Linked DNA regions of Mus musculus: region 2 is linked to region 1. The links are chromatin contacts, called in public promoter capture Hi-C maps. All regions are on one chromosome and are shown on one strand. The core of a region is the stretch at or near the end of the contact, and the rest is flanking DNA. Distances in the headings are between cores, read along the strand shown.

The links. Promoter capture Hi-C pulls out the DNA fragments that hold promoters and counts their contacts.
Region 2: a contact with region 1 is called in a promoter capture Hi-C map of embryonic stem cells, with 4 times the contacts expected there. The contact joins the enhancer-like site here to the promoter of Cdkl3 in region 1. A contact is called at or near these places in 9 of 39 promoter capture datasets (the 3T3-L1 cell line, 3T3-L1-derived adipocytes, the HPC-7 cell line and 5 more) and 1 of 115 datasets of contacts at active chromatin or transcription factors (T-cell acute lymphoblastic leukemia).

Annotation. Positions count from the first base shown.
Region 1 is chr11:51,999,988-52,007,168 of GRCm38.p6, reverse strand. It overlaps Cdkl3 (cyclin-dependent kinase-like 3), which reads right to left and starts at 2,948. Exons shown (of 14, transcript NM_001166654.1): 1 at 2,659-2,948; 2 at 2,077-2,256. The coding sequence starts at 2,241. Ube2b (ubiquitin-conjugating enzyme E2B) reads left to right here and starts at 6,678. Exons shown (of 6, transcript NM_009458.5): 1 at 6,678-6,876. The coding sequence starts at 6,833.
Region 2 is chr11:53,258,150-53,265,330 of GRCm38.p6, reverse strand. It overlaps Hspa4 (heat shock protein 4), which reads left to right. Exons shown (of 19, transcript NM_008300.3): 16 at 190-297; 17 at 2,332-2,451; 18 at 2,906-3,067; 19 at 3,516-5,517. The coding sequence ends at 3,719. Among named protein-coding and RNA genes, the nearest start is that of Hspa4, 39 kb to the left of the region's middle. Within about 2 kb of position 4,525, at least 19 of the 459 cell types and tissues checked have an H3K27ac peak or open chromatin away from gene starts, as enhancers often do. A contact at or near this core is called in embryonic stem cells, where this site is marked.

The DNA.
Region 1 (7,181 bases), core at 1,699-4,198:
CAGTCTCTAGCTATGGACTCCTCTAGGCTACTAATTATCTCCTAATTCTATTTCTCACTTAAGGAGCACAAATGACCCGACAGTGCTGATTCATTTCATAAGGCAGGGACTGATGTCTCTCATAGTACAAAATTACCTTTATTAGCTTTTAATCTTTCCTTCATACAGTCTAGAATAGAGCAGTTCTGACTGTCTACAGGTGCTAGTATAGTGTTCTAGTTAGAAGCAAATTGACTTATATTATCTAATAGAGATTAAAAAGGAAAATGCTTCTTTTGTACCAGATGAAGATGGCAGGAATAGCTATGATCTTCATCACATATAAAACACCTAGACTTCAGTCTCAAGGTAAGAAACTAATGTCCCTACATTCCAGGGACTAGAAAATTATATTTTATTAGCAGTGGTCTGTAGAATGTATTAGGTTGAAAACTAAGGGGGTCTGGTAAGAACCTAACTCAGGAATGCTGCTAGTATCATGAGGCCATTTTTTAGAATTCAGCAGTGTAAACAGATACAAAGTTAAAATGATAGACTGCAGATAACATAGGAGAGAGTGTAGAAGCAAATAGAAAAGAGTCGGGTTTTGTTTGGTTTGTTTCAGTCTCTAGCTCTGGACTCTCCTAGGAACGTGCATGTTCTTTTGACTGCCTCAGCTCTTTGGTCTGGTAGACCCAGCACCCCTGCAGTGCCTGGAGCTCCCCGATACGATACTGTTGCTGCTTGTAAAAGCTTAATAGCCTTCAGTTACAGATCCCTGTCACCTCCAAGTCAACATTTCCACAACTGAGCTAGTTCTCAACCTCTCTTCCAACTCACATCAACTGCAGTGTTCTCTGGACTTCAGGGCATCTCTGACTCTTTAACGGCCTCATGATACTAGCAAGCCCCCAAACCAAGTTTTGACTTCTTAGACTAAAACACTTTCTGTTTCCAATTTACTACACTTTAATCACACTTCTTTCTAATTCTATACAGGAAACTCATAGAGCAAGTATCTGCTCTTCTTCTTCCCATTCTTGCTGTCCTGTTTTAGTCTTTCTGACCTTACTGCTGTTCCCCTAACCTGGAAGTATCTCCATCCTATCCCACTGCTGTACATCATTCAAGGACAAGTACATACCCTATTTTCTGTTTAAAACAAAACAAAACAAACCAACCAAACAAACAAAATCCTTCCCCATCAAACGGGAATTGGTGGGATTTAATATTAACCATTAAATAAACAACAAATGAACAAAAAAGCCTGTGTGGGTATGTGATTGTATGCACATGCCTGCAGGTGTCTCTGGAAACCAGAAGTAGGTACAGGATCCCTGGGAGCTGGAGTTACAGGCAGTTGTGAACCTGCTGATGTGGGGTGCTAGGAAATGACTCTAGTCTAGGAAGTGCTTTTAACCACAGAGCCATCTCTCTGGCTCAGCGTGAACCACTCTTATTCAGGGTTATTTTACTATACCCTCCTGCATAGTTATGCCACTAAGGAACATTTTTTTTTTCTTCAAGACAGGTTTTCTTTGTTTAACAGCCTTGGCTGTCCTAGAACTCACTCTGCAGACCAAGCTGGCCTTAATCTCAGAGATCTACCTGTCTCTGACTCTCCAGTACTGGAATTAAAGGTTTGCACCCCAATACCTGGCAAAAAAAATTTTTTTTCCTTCTTCCTACTCTCATCGTTTTCCACAATCCCTTGTACAAAGCAGACATCCTTACTAAGTATTATACTTGAATAGTTTTGAATGATTTTACAATACTAGCATAATTGTTATACACAAGCACACAATCTTATATCAATAAAAAAGTACAGATTGTAGACAATGAGGGTTTCTCTATGACAGGTCTTAGTTTATCTGTTAATGGAAACATTCTTTCATATATTTTATTTTTATCCCATAACAATTTCTCTTTTGACTTAAATAATCAAGGAAAAAGAAGATGGGTGTTTCAATGTAGGCCTGTAAATCTTAGCCCTGGAAAAAAATAAAGCATTTCAAGACAGCCTGGGCTGCATAGCAAGATAGGTCCCAATGGGAAAACAAGAAAAAATATATATAATAAAAGGCAAAAGAAGCAAACCTTTAGAAACTTTATTTCTCTCGTTGCAATTTTGTTGACAGATTTTTCTGGTTTCTCATAGAAAATCTTAATGGCCACTATTCGCCCAGTGTCCTTATGTTTGCATTTCATGACCGTTCCATAACTTCCCTCTCCCACTTTTCCAAGGGTTTCATACATCTCCATTTTCAAGCCTGGCTTCTACTTCACAGAAATAAAGAAAGAAAACGTTAAACGTTCACACTTTCAATTATACAAGCTCTATAATGCTTAGAGATAATCCCCTACTTTCGGATATAAGAACAAAAACTAGGAGTGCCGGCTACAGCAGAGCCTGCTCGAGGGAACTCTTAAATTGTCTAAGAAGCTCCAACTTTCACCAGAACGCAGGATGTCCTTCATTAATCTAGCATTTTGTGTAGACCGGGATTGAGAAATAAAAGAGGTCTGATATGCGTTTAACTCAGGCATCCTTTTAGAATACGGGATTTACAATTTGAGGTCCCCTTTCAGGAACAATGGAAGCCAAACTAAAAAGTCCCGCTAACAACACTGCGGGTCCCTTGTTAGGAGCCACGGTCCACCAAGCGTGGGGACTCCCACCTCAGCACTAGTCACCCATACGTCCTGCCCTCTCCTCAAACACGCAGTCTGTGCAGCCCCAACCCGAGTGGCCCGTCTCGCCGCGCTGTCGACCTCGTCCTGAGAACCACCGCCGCCTCAGCCCATCCTGTAGTCCCGCCGGCCCGGCTGCGTGCAAGTCCCAGCCGGCCCGGGACACCACACCTCCTCTCCTGGCCGACCTTGCCGGCTCGGGGCAGCCGGACGCCCTGGCAACGGGGTGAGGGCGGGGCACTGCCGCGTTCCGAGCACAGTACGCAAGACTGGAAATTGCTGAGGTCCTGACCCGGAAGGGAAAGTGACACGAAGCGGAAGATAGACCCAAGGGGAAGGGGGAGGGACGTAGGAGGCCCGCGTGCTTGCAGGTGGGGGTGGGGGTGGGGGGTGGGGATGAGGGAGAGCGGGGCATTTTATAGCAGAATGAACGCCTGGAGGCTTTCGCCCGGCAAGAGAGCGTTTTGTCACCTGGGTGGTTACTGGTCCCTTACTTGTGCCCGGTTCTAGGAGGTTGACGGAGATAATTGGATCTACGGAACACTTATGGGGCTACAGTTTGCCAGTGCTTCGTTACTATTCCATGCAACCGATTTCGACCTCAAAGTCGACATAATCCTTAAACCGGGGACAAGATCGTTTTTGGATAGAGGGCTTAGCTCGGTAGTAAGCCACATACTCAGCGTTCACTACTCCTCTGACTTATTTCTAACACCATTTCTGTACACATTTTCAGTTTCCCAATTACTACTGCTTTCTACCTACTAGTGATCCCTTTTTGTTTTGAGACAAGGGCTACTATATAGCTCCGGGTAGCCTGGGACTCACAATGTATACTTCCAGGCTGGCCTCAAACTCCCAAGATTATCTGCCTGCTTAGAGTGCTGTGCTGAGTGCCATCATATCCAGCCCTAGCAGTACTTTTAAAGTTTTCTCATGACGTGTGAAACGCAAAACTTTTTAGGAAAACAAAATAATTCACCGGACTCTGCCACAGGCTGAGTAAGTACAAGGACGCCTAGGGATGTACTTTTAAATAGCCCGCAGAGCTTTTAAAAGGGCTCCATTTTTACAGATCTTGATTTAACTGTAATAGCAAAAGTAGGTCATCGAGATGGCTCAGTAGGAAAAGGCTACGAAGCCCAAAGTGTAGAGTTCAATTTCTTGGACCTACGTGGTGGAAAATGAACCAACTCCTCCAAGTTGTCTTGTGACCTATACACACAAATGAATGTGCACAACGAGTGTGCTGAGTAGTGTAAAAAAGAAACTAGTTTGCTTTTTTAAAAACAAAAACAAAAAACAGTTTAGGGCTGGAGAGATGGCTCAGCGGTTAGGATTACTGACTACTACTCCAGAGGTCCTGAATTCAGTTCCCAGCAACCACATGGTTACTCACAAGCATCTGTAATGGGATCTGATGCCCTCTTCTGGTGTGTCTGAAGACAGCTACAGTGTATTTGTAAAAAAAAAAAAAAAAAAAAAAAATCTTAAAAAACAACAAACAAACAAAAAACAGCCGGGCGTGGTAGCTCACGCCTTTAATCCCAGCACTTGGGAGGCAGAGGCAGGCGAGTTCCAGGACGGCCAGGGCTACACAGAGAAACAGTTTAGACGCATTTCCATTTTTGCAATTTTGCTACTAACTGCTAGAGCCTGGCTTTGGAGCTTGAGAGTTAGGAGGGCTGGGCACTTGGCTTGGATTTTTCTTTTTCCTATAAATAAGAATGTTGTGAGACCTGCTATATGTTTACTTAAGATTTGTTATGAACTAAATATTTGCAAGGAGCAAAGCATGAATTAGTGAGCCCCTGTCATCACAAACTAACTCCTAACCCCAGCACTCAGGAGAGAGGAAGTCAGAACTATGTGAGATTGGGGCCAGCCTGGTCTACATAGCAAGTTACCCTGTTTTAATAAGTGAAATTATAGTTCTAAGACTGCGGTTGTAGGTTTCCAGCAAGCCACCTGGCCATGAAATTGTGTGAATTTTGTTAACATTCTGCTCTCTATATTTTTGGGAAGCATTCAATTTATCAAAACATTTCATTTTGGATATTAAAAACTATCCCGTCCATTTTTTAAAGTAATAAATTGCTAGATAAGCAACAGAATGAGATTTTTAAAAAGCGTCTGCCATTTCACTCTATGTATTTCTTGATCATGAGGAAGATTAACATTGGTATGGCTGGACGGAAATTTAAAAAAGCCCAGGCACTTGTTACCGGCCCAGGGGATTTAAAAAGCCTGTTTTCCCCCAAGACAAGGTCTCTCCCAACTCTAGGTGCGGTGGAATTTGCAGACCTCTAGTCCCCTGTCTACCCAGTGCTGGAGTTGTGCTTGTGCGCTGCATCCTTTTCAATAACATTTTACAGGGCTACCTAAGGCCCTGGGGTTCTACGGAATAACTCAAAGAGAAGAAACGTAAAGGTAAGAATATTTAACTTTTAGCTTAGTCACATTGTGAGGACACAGCAGCGGCTATCAAGAGTAAGACATACCTGACAATCCTCAAGGTTACTTTTTGGCGGGGAGGGATGAGACGCTCAGGCTGCCTAGGGTGGCTACCATCCTGCTTCACTGAGGCTAGCCTTATACTCCTGATCCTTTCCACTCTCCGAATGGTGGGATTGGCAGGATGCACCAAGACGCTGGGTTCTCAAGGTCATTTTAAATCAAGAGAATTGTTTGAAGGAAGAAGGGATAAGGACAGTGAAAAAGGTTAACCCTTCCTGGTTTCATGGAACCATGTGAAAGAGTGAGCAGTGGAGTCTCATGCGCTTCCCCCTTCTTGAGTTAAAGAATTCCGCATCTACTACACTGTTCCGGTCCCTAGAACTAACAAATCCCCAATACAGGGCTAGAAGCTGAGCACGGAAATTCCAGGAGCCAGCTGGGGGCTGTGGTGGTCAATGCTTCGGGAATCGGCTATGAATCAACCCCCCACACCGCACTTCCGGTCCATTTGGTCCCTCTTTGCTATTGTATAAAGCTTGTAATGAGTTACCTCAGAGTCGAGCTCTAACTCCCACCCATGTCTGCAGGATCTCTCCCCTGATCTGAATCATTTTTGTAGGTTTCTTTGACAACCAGCAGCATTGATATGCTCTAAAATCACACCCACTCACTTCTTGAAAAACACAATTGTGCCCCACCGCAGGCAAATTCACAGATTCCAATTCAAAGACTCCATAGATGGAGTCTTTAAGGTTTGGGCAATCTATTCCACTCTCATTTCTGTATAAATTCTAAGTATGGAAATTCCATTAGCAGGAACAGGCTATTGATGCAAATGCCCTTAATCCCATCTCATTTGCACCGACCTAGCATTCAAAGCCGTTCATTACAAGGCTTTGCCACACTTTCAGTACCTGTCCCACGTACCAGAGTTGCTAAGCCACTTGAAACACAGAATTAAGTCCAGATTTTTTTTTTGTTGTTCCGTTTTAAAAGACTCAGAATGCAAGCGGCTCCTTCCACAATGTCTCCTTTTGCAAAGCCCCAGTACTTTGGGACCAAAAGAATAATGTATGACTAGAGGTGTCAACTCCTTATACTCAAGGACCTGCTTTGTTAGACCTGAAACCAGAGCCAGGCTAGGCCATCACGTGACCTGCTCTGATGGCGTCACAGGCACACGTGGTTCTAGATACTTCGCTCCCTCCCCCTCAGGGGTGGATTGTTGACAGCGGCGCTGGCGGTCACGTGACTTGACGTCACCCCCCCCCCCACCTCCTCTCCTCCGAAATCTCAGGCTCCGGATGCACCACTCTCTCCCCGTCCGGCCGAACTTGAAACTAGCGACGGGGGGAGCGAGGCGAGGTAGCGTGTGGGCTCCGAGGGCGTTGGGCCGGGCCGTGTTCAGCGTGAGCACGGAGCGGATCCTCCGTAGTTGCCCGCAAGCAACAAGCCCGGAAGGCCGCCTTCTGCCCCTCCGGTGCGGCGCGCGCGCCCGCTCGCCCCGCCCCCTCTCCCCCCTCCCGCGGTGGTACTGGCGGAGGGCGGAGGGATCTGGAGGCGGCGGAGGGAGACGTCATTGCAGGGTTGTTTGTGCAGTCTCGGTGGCGGCGGCGACCCACAGTGATTCGGCCGCTGCGCCGGGGGGTGGGGGGGCTGAACGGGACTCTTTTCTTTCAGACTGACCGCGGGGCAGCTGCGGAGCATGTCGACCCCGGCCCGTAGGAGGCTCATGCGGGATTTCAAGCGGTAAGGGCCCTCGTCTTAGCCCAATATGACGGCCTCTTCCCGAAGCCATGGACTGTAGGGCGGGGATTCCGGATATCTTCCTCCTGGTGACCCTGAGGAGGCGGGCAGTGGGCCTGCGGGACCCACGGCAGTCCCGGCTTCCCGGTGGCTCTTACTCCCTCGCTTCATACCTCCCTCTGTCTGGAGTAAAGATGGTCGGTACTACAGCCTCCTGCCCTTCCCCCCCAAAAGTAGGAAGGTGGCCATCGCTGGGCCTAGGTGTCCCAGAGGCCCACCTAGGGCAGATGCAGACGCTTCACCTCCCG
Region 2 (7,181 bases), core at 3,276-5,775, 1.3 Mb before region 1:
CTGGGTTTCAGAACACAAGCTCTTATTTATACTTGCATGGCAAGCCCATGGTTACTCACTGATCCATCCCCTAGACCTGGTTTGCACTTCTGTATTGTCTCCCATTACAGTGTGTGTGGGTTCGAAAGTCAGACACGTGATTGGTTTTTCTTTTTTTTTTCTTTTTGGTTTTGTTTTGTTTATTTACAGGATCGTAATACTTTTACCTTAAAATTAGAGGATACTGAAAATTGGCTGTATGAAGATGGAGAAGATCAACCAAAGCAAGTTTATGTAGACAAATTGGCTGAATTAAAAGTAAGTGTCTCAACACAGAGGTATCTGAGCCTCTGTAGTTTCCAGAGTGGAGCTTCCATGTAAAAGCACAGGCTAAAACTGCATGCAAGAACTGTATCACTCTGATGACCTAACCTGTTATTCTCTTAACCGGTTATAGAATGAGCTAACTTTTGTTCCAGTGGATTAGCATTGAGGCCCTTCTTGGTGTCAGGATATAGAAAGAGCATGGAGTTCTAGCCTTTCCTCAGGTACCTGCTGTGCAGTTTGGGTCAGGGTTGTGTATGTATATACCTTTTCCCATAGTGTAGCTGAGGCTCGCCTCCAGCTCCTCAGCCTCCCTCCCCGGTGCTGCATGTGCAGGCTTGCCACATGCCCAGCAAAGCCTCTGGGTGTGAGAAACATGCTACGGAGCTGGATGGGTAACATAGAAAATATTACCTGTTTGTTGTTTGAAAAAAGTTGTAAATTCACTGAGAGGAAATGGGAACTTTCCGTTTTGTTATGGCTTTTATTGTGGACTTTCTGGAAGAACTGGGTCATTGTAGCTGTCCAGAGTATATGGCTCAAGAACAGTGCCTGGGGCTTAGTTTACTTTGGCAGGGATGCAAGTGGTCCTGCTAAACTATGTTTTCATTTGTTTGGTTTTTGTTTTTAAAAAGACAGGGTTTCTCTTGTTGTTGTCCAAGTTGTTCTAGAACTCAGTATGTAGACCATGCTGGTCTTGAACTCAAGGGATCCCACCAGCCTTTGCCTCCCAAGTGATGGAATAAAAGGCTTGCACCACTACTGCCTGGCTTCACTGTGCAAAAAAAAAAAAAAAAATTTTTTTTTTCTGGAAAATGCCAGGCAGGCATAAGAAAGTTAAGAGTAATTATTGCAGCCATTCTGGCTGTGTGTCTTTTCTGTACCTTCTTCCAGTTGAGTTAAGCTTTTTGTGATTTATGTTTTACTCAAAGTCTACAGCCCCATGCTACACCATCATTGCACCAGAGATCTCCAGTGTGACTGAGTTTTCCAGTTCTTTTTTTTTTTTTTTTTTTTTTTTTTAAGATTTATTTATATCCTGGGTGTGGTTGCTTACGCCTTTAATCCCAGCACTCGGGAGGCAGAGGCAGGCAGATTTCTGAGTTCGAGGCCAGCCTGATCTACAAAGTGAGTTCCAGGACAGCCAGGGCTATACAGAGAAACCCTGTCTTGAAAAAACAAAAACACAAAGAAACAAACAAAAAAAAAGATTTATTTATTATGTGTAAGTACACTGTAGCTGTCTTCAGACACCCCAGAAGAGGGCGTCAGATTTCAATATGGCTGTGAGCCACCATGTGGTTGCTGGGATTTAAACTCAGGACCTTCAGAAGAGCAGTCAGTGCTCTTAACCTGAACCATCTCTCCAGCCCCAGTTCTTATTTCCTGAACAGTGACGACCATTTAGTTGATCAGAGTTGGGACCCAAATAATGTACATATGCATAGTTCACCTGTGTCTGTAGCTGACTTAGTCTCCTCCTTTTCCTCGTCTATGTGTGGGAGAGATGGGATCAGTTCATTGTGGAGAGTTTTCTCTGTGTGTGTGTGTGTGTGTGTGTGTGTGTGTGTGTGTGTGTTTCTGAGCCAACGTATGGGTGTGGGGGCTTGAACCCAGGTTGCTCTTAACTATGGAGCCATCTCTCCGACCTCCCCAGTTTGTTTCTTAATAAAAAAATGTTGGTTAAGTAAAAATTGTTGGCTAGGTAACTTTTGGTTGTCCTCCCATTGTGAGAATTGGGCTTGGTCATGAGGAACAGCTTCACTTGGGACAGTCTTGACTTGTGGTCACGAGCAGCTGGAGAAGGTGCCTGGGACTTTCAGTGGTTTGGACAAACATTTAGCTTAAAATAGCCTGTATTATTTTAAGCATGTGTTGTGTATATATATTTGTATATTCATGTTCATCATGTGTGCGCATACACATACCCAGAGAGTGACAAATTAACCCCATTACTCTTAATCCTAGTAGTTATATAACTTGGATAGTTTAAGCTACCCTGTATAAACCTGTGTATTCTCCTGTTAGAGTTTAGGTCAACCCATTAAGACACGGTTCCAGGAATCTGAAGAAAGACCAAAATTATTTGAAGAACTAGGGAAGCAAATCCAACAGTATATGAAAGTGATCAGCTCTTTCAAAAACAAGGTATCTTAGTTTCATTTTCGTATGATTTTTGGTTATGGCACTGTATGTTTGTTTGATTTTGTGTTTTTGAGGCAAGATCTCACTGTGTAGGCCTGGGTGGCCTGGGACTAGCTATGTAGGCCAGGTGTCTTTGAACTCACAGAAGTCCATATGCCTGTGTATCCTGAGTGCTGGAATTAAAGCCATGCGCCAACACAACCAGTCTTAGTTTTTCTTTTTAAATCTTACTAGTTTTATTCTTATGCACATAGCAAAGCATTGGATCTTTGTTGGGGGCTGAAGTTACAGTTGGTTTTAAGCTGCCCAATGAAGATAAAGTGAACTGAACTTGGATTTTGTACAAGAGCCTTTAGCTGCCAAACCGTCTCTCCAGCCCCAAGATGAGAAATGTTTGAGAGGAGATACTGGGTAGGGAGTTGCTCATCTTCCAATTAACTGTCATCTCCACTTGTAGGAGGACCAGTATGAACACTTGGATGCTGCTGACGTGACAAAGGTAGAGAAAAGCACCAATGAGGCGATGGAGTGGATGAATAGCAAGCTTAACCTGCAGAACAAACAGAGCCTGACGGTGGATCCAGTTGTCAAGACAAAGGAGATTGAAGCTAAAATTAAGGTAGTTCTTGCCCTTGTGTACTCTCTCTCCTCCCCCCCCCCTCTTTTTCTTCCTTCCTTCCTTCCTTCCTTCCTTCCTTCCTTCCTTCCTCCCTCCCTCCCTCCCTCCCTCTCTCCCTCTCTCTCTCTCTCTCTCTCTCTCTCTCTCTCTCTCTCTTTCTTTCTTTTTTTTTTTTTTGAGACAGGGTTTCTCTGTATAGCCCTGGCTCTCCTAGAACTCACTCTGTAGACCAGGCTGGCCTTGAACTCAGAAATCCATCTGCCTCTGTCTCTCTGCCTCTGCCTGAATTAAAGGCGTGTGCCACCATGCCGGGCCCTGGACATTTCTTAGCAGCTCTTTGTTATTAACAGTTGGGATTTCATTATGGCTTAGGTATTGGGGTTTACTTAGCATGTCATATAAAATTTGTTTCATTTATAAGAAACTATAGTTTTCTTTACCATTCTAGGAGCTGACAAGTATTTGCAGTCCTATAATTTCAAAACCCAAACCCAAAGTGGAACCCCCAAAGGAGGAACCAAAACATGCTGAGCAGAATGGACCAGTGGATGGCCAAGGAGACAACCCAGGCTCCCAGGCTGCTGAGCACGGTGCAGACACAGCTGTGCCTTCTGATGGCGACAAGAAGCTTCCTGAGATGGACATTGATTGATTCCAACACTTGTTTATATTAAAACAGACTATTATAAAGCTTTAAGTTGTCAACTTTGTTCTGAATATCAACTAGAGCAAGCAAATACTGGAGATTTCTTAGTCAGTTTTTAGGGGACCTCGGGGGTGGGGTATATAGGTAATATACAGAGCATTTTGACTTCTAAATAGTTAGATCCAGAGATGAAGTGCACTGTTCTCTCTTCATTACGGTCCTGTTTAAGAGCCCAGCTAGTCTATCTGAGCTCTCGCCTCCATCCTTGTTTTAATCATGCTTCTACAAGGTGAAGTGTGTTTGGGGAAACTGAGCTCTAACAAAAGCCGCGACAGCCACCAGGCAGGCTTTTCCTTATACATGACAGAAGTTCGTATTACGCCTTGGAAGGTCTAGGTGGAGATCACCACCAGCATTCTCTGCCTGTGGGGTTGTGGGGCTGGTGCTTTCTCCATTTCTGAGGGTCAGGATGGCCAAGCATGGATTAACACTAGGAGAGTGCAGAGCGCAGCAGAGCCTGCTCTCATCCCTCTATCCCCAGCCCAGTCTTCCTCCTCCATCCTTAAGCAGTATAAATGCTATGTGCCCTCTTCACTTAGAGCGAGCTTTAGTGTGTCAAGGGACTCTGCTTTCCTGTACTTCCTAAAAGTACATTCACTAATACTGAAGCATCAAAGTGTAGTTTAACCTTAAGGTTGGGTTGTAAATAACACAGTTGGGTGTAGGCATGGTAAATCTGAGCAGTCCATCCTTAGTATGGTGGAAAGATTTGTACCCTGACCCGCTCGAGTGGTGGTAGATGTATGTAAATTAGAAGTTTGAATGGGACAGGATGAGAGTTCGAGGCTCTTTGTTTGGTATCTTTTGTGTTAATGTGTCTTGAATCTGCCAATCTGTATGTTAAAACAGCTGACAGATTGTAAAGCTATTGCACTGCGTTGCCCTGGACAAGTCTGAAATTGGTATAAAAGACAAGGTGCCCAAGGTCACAAGAACACCTCATTGCCGACTGAAGCCAGTGTCAGGGCACCACATACTCCTGGGGCCAGTCTACAGGAAAGAGATGTTCTGCAAACAAGGGTGGATGCCTGCAGTAGAGGTCAGAGCTGGTTACCTGCCTTAGTTACAAGTGTCGGTTATGTTCTGGGTCTTTGTAATCGCTGATCTCTGTAACAGAGCCTCTGTTTATTTTTGCTTGTTGGAAATAGGGTTCAACCATGCATAGTTAGAATCACTATGCATCTGTCTGTCCACACAGGAAGTGCTATAGCTCTCAAGTGCTCTAGAGGCAGTTGGAAAGGAAGGAATGCATGCTTATGTGAGCAGCTGGACTCCCGCTCAGTACAGGCCTGGAACCCCAGGCCAAATGTATGCTCTGCTTCCTTGAGTGCTGTAAGAGTTCCCACTGGCCTTGCTCTGAGGCCAAGAGCTTTTTCAAATGCAGGCTGCAGGATTAAGCCAGCTCTTATGCAACTGACTGTCCTTAATGAAGAACTCATAAACATTTGTGTGTGGGGGTGGGGGTGGGAGGGTTTGGGTGCTGGGATGGGGGTGAATTTGAAGTTTAAGATTAAAAGCTAGAAATCAGATGGTCTGCTTCTGCTATGTCTGTAGACCGATTGGATGTATGTGGAGGCTGGCCAGATGGCAACTGATGACTTGTGTGCAAACAAGTGTTTATCCGGGTTGCATTATCCAAACTGGTTTGTTAAAAACTCTAGGTCACATTCTTACACTAAGAAAAACAGTTAACATGAGACAAAGTTTAGGAAAAACTAATAAAAGAAACCTGTCTTAACTTGAATGGTTTTCTTAATTTTCTTAAGTGGGCTGTTTGTGTGTGTGTGTGTGTGTGTGTGTGTGTGTGTGTGTAGGGGACTTACTTGAGTAGTTATATATGTGGGTGGGTGGGTAGGGGCAGGCTGGGGGAGACTGTCAACAGAATAAGCTGGCCTGAATGCAGTCCATCATCCTGCCTTAGCTGCTTGCCTGTGTGCTTATTTTGGAGCCCTCTGCCCCTGAGAATAGCAATCCAGTGTTCTTGGTATAGTAATCTTCTGCGAGGCTGGCCTTTAGATTTGATGGTAGAAGGTAGATGGCACAGAGTATTAACATAAGTGCCAGGACTGAGTAGGGCCAGAATCTGCTAGGAACTGATGCCTGGCTAGTTGGGGACATGCCCTGTGGTGAGGCAATAGGGTTGAAGTAGTGAGCCCTTTACTGCCATGGCATGGGTCCTATGTAGGGAGAAGTCAGACGCTGGTTGGTTGAAACTCACCTTTATGGACCATGCTGGCCTCAGATTCAGATCTGCTTGCTGCTGCCTCCCCAGGGTGGGATTAAAGGTATGTATTGCCACACCCAGCCTCAGGTCATGCCTTGGGCTATGCTTTTTGGAGAGGTTGGGGTGGGCCTGGCCATAGCTGTTCTACGGCATCGGGTGGCATGGTCAGCAGTGCCCCTGCGTGGGGCTGTGGGGACTGTGAGGGTGGGAGTAAAGCAATGACTGATGTCAAATTGTCCACTGCGGTCACTTTGCTCTGTGTGTGTGTGTGTGTGTGTGTGTGTGTGTGTGTGTGTGTGTGTGTGTGTGTGTGTGTGTGTGTGTGTGTGTGTGTGTGTGTAAAACCCTGTCAGAATCTGGAGGCATGAAGAACCAGGTGACTTGTGTAAGGAAAGTGGTAGAAAGGGCCTGGGTGACTACTTAGATCTGTTTACCAGTGGCTGAGTTTTACAAGGAGCCAAGATGTACCTGAAGGAGGGGGAAGGATTTCAGTGTGGCTCCAGCTTATGCCTATGGTGAAAAACTGGCAGTTGCTTTTAGGGGAATAAGTGACAAGGCAAGAAGTGGCAGGTTAGAAGTCTGGTTGACTTTTCATTGTCTCATTGCTGAAGATGAAACCTAAGGCTCACACATAGCAGGCAAGTGCTCTACTGTAAGCCACATTTTATCCTCAAGCTCATCTCCCTTCCCTGCCTGTCTCCCGAGTGGCTGGGATTAAAGCCACAATGCTTGACCTAAAATTGTTTTAAACAGAATGGCATGGGAGACAGAGGCAGATGGATCTCAAGACCACTCTGGTCTGTGCAGTGAGTTTCAGGTCAGCCAAGGGCACAGTGATAACCTTGTCTCGGCAAAACAAGCAAAAACAAAAGTGAAGAGAAAGACCCTGAGCTGGAGTTACAGCTTAGTTGGAGCCAGCATGATGGTGCATGTCTGTAATCGCAGCGCTCATGGAGTAGAGAGTGGAAGGATGGAGGATCACAGTTCAGGATCTGCCTATGTGTGTGTGAGTTTGAGGCTGGTCTGCACTACAGTGGGATGCTCCAGAATAAGTAAGCAATGGATAAATGACTTTAAGGCCTTAATTCTAAAATAGATGTGGAACTTTAGGTCTGTTGGGGTCATGGTAGGTCAGCTGCTGGTTGTAAAGGTTGTAGAGGATAGAGAAAACTGTTGTAGTTCCA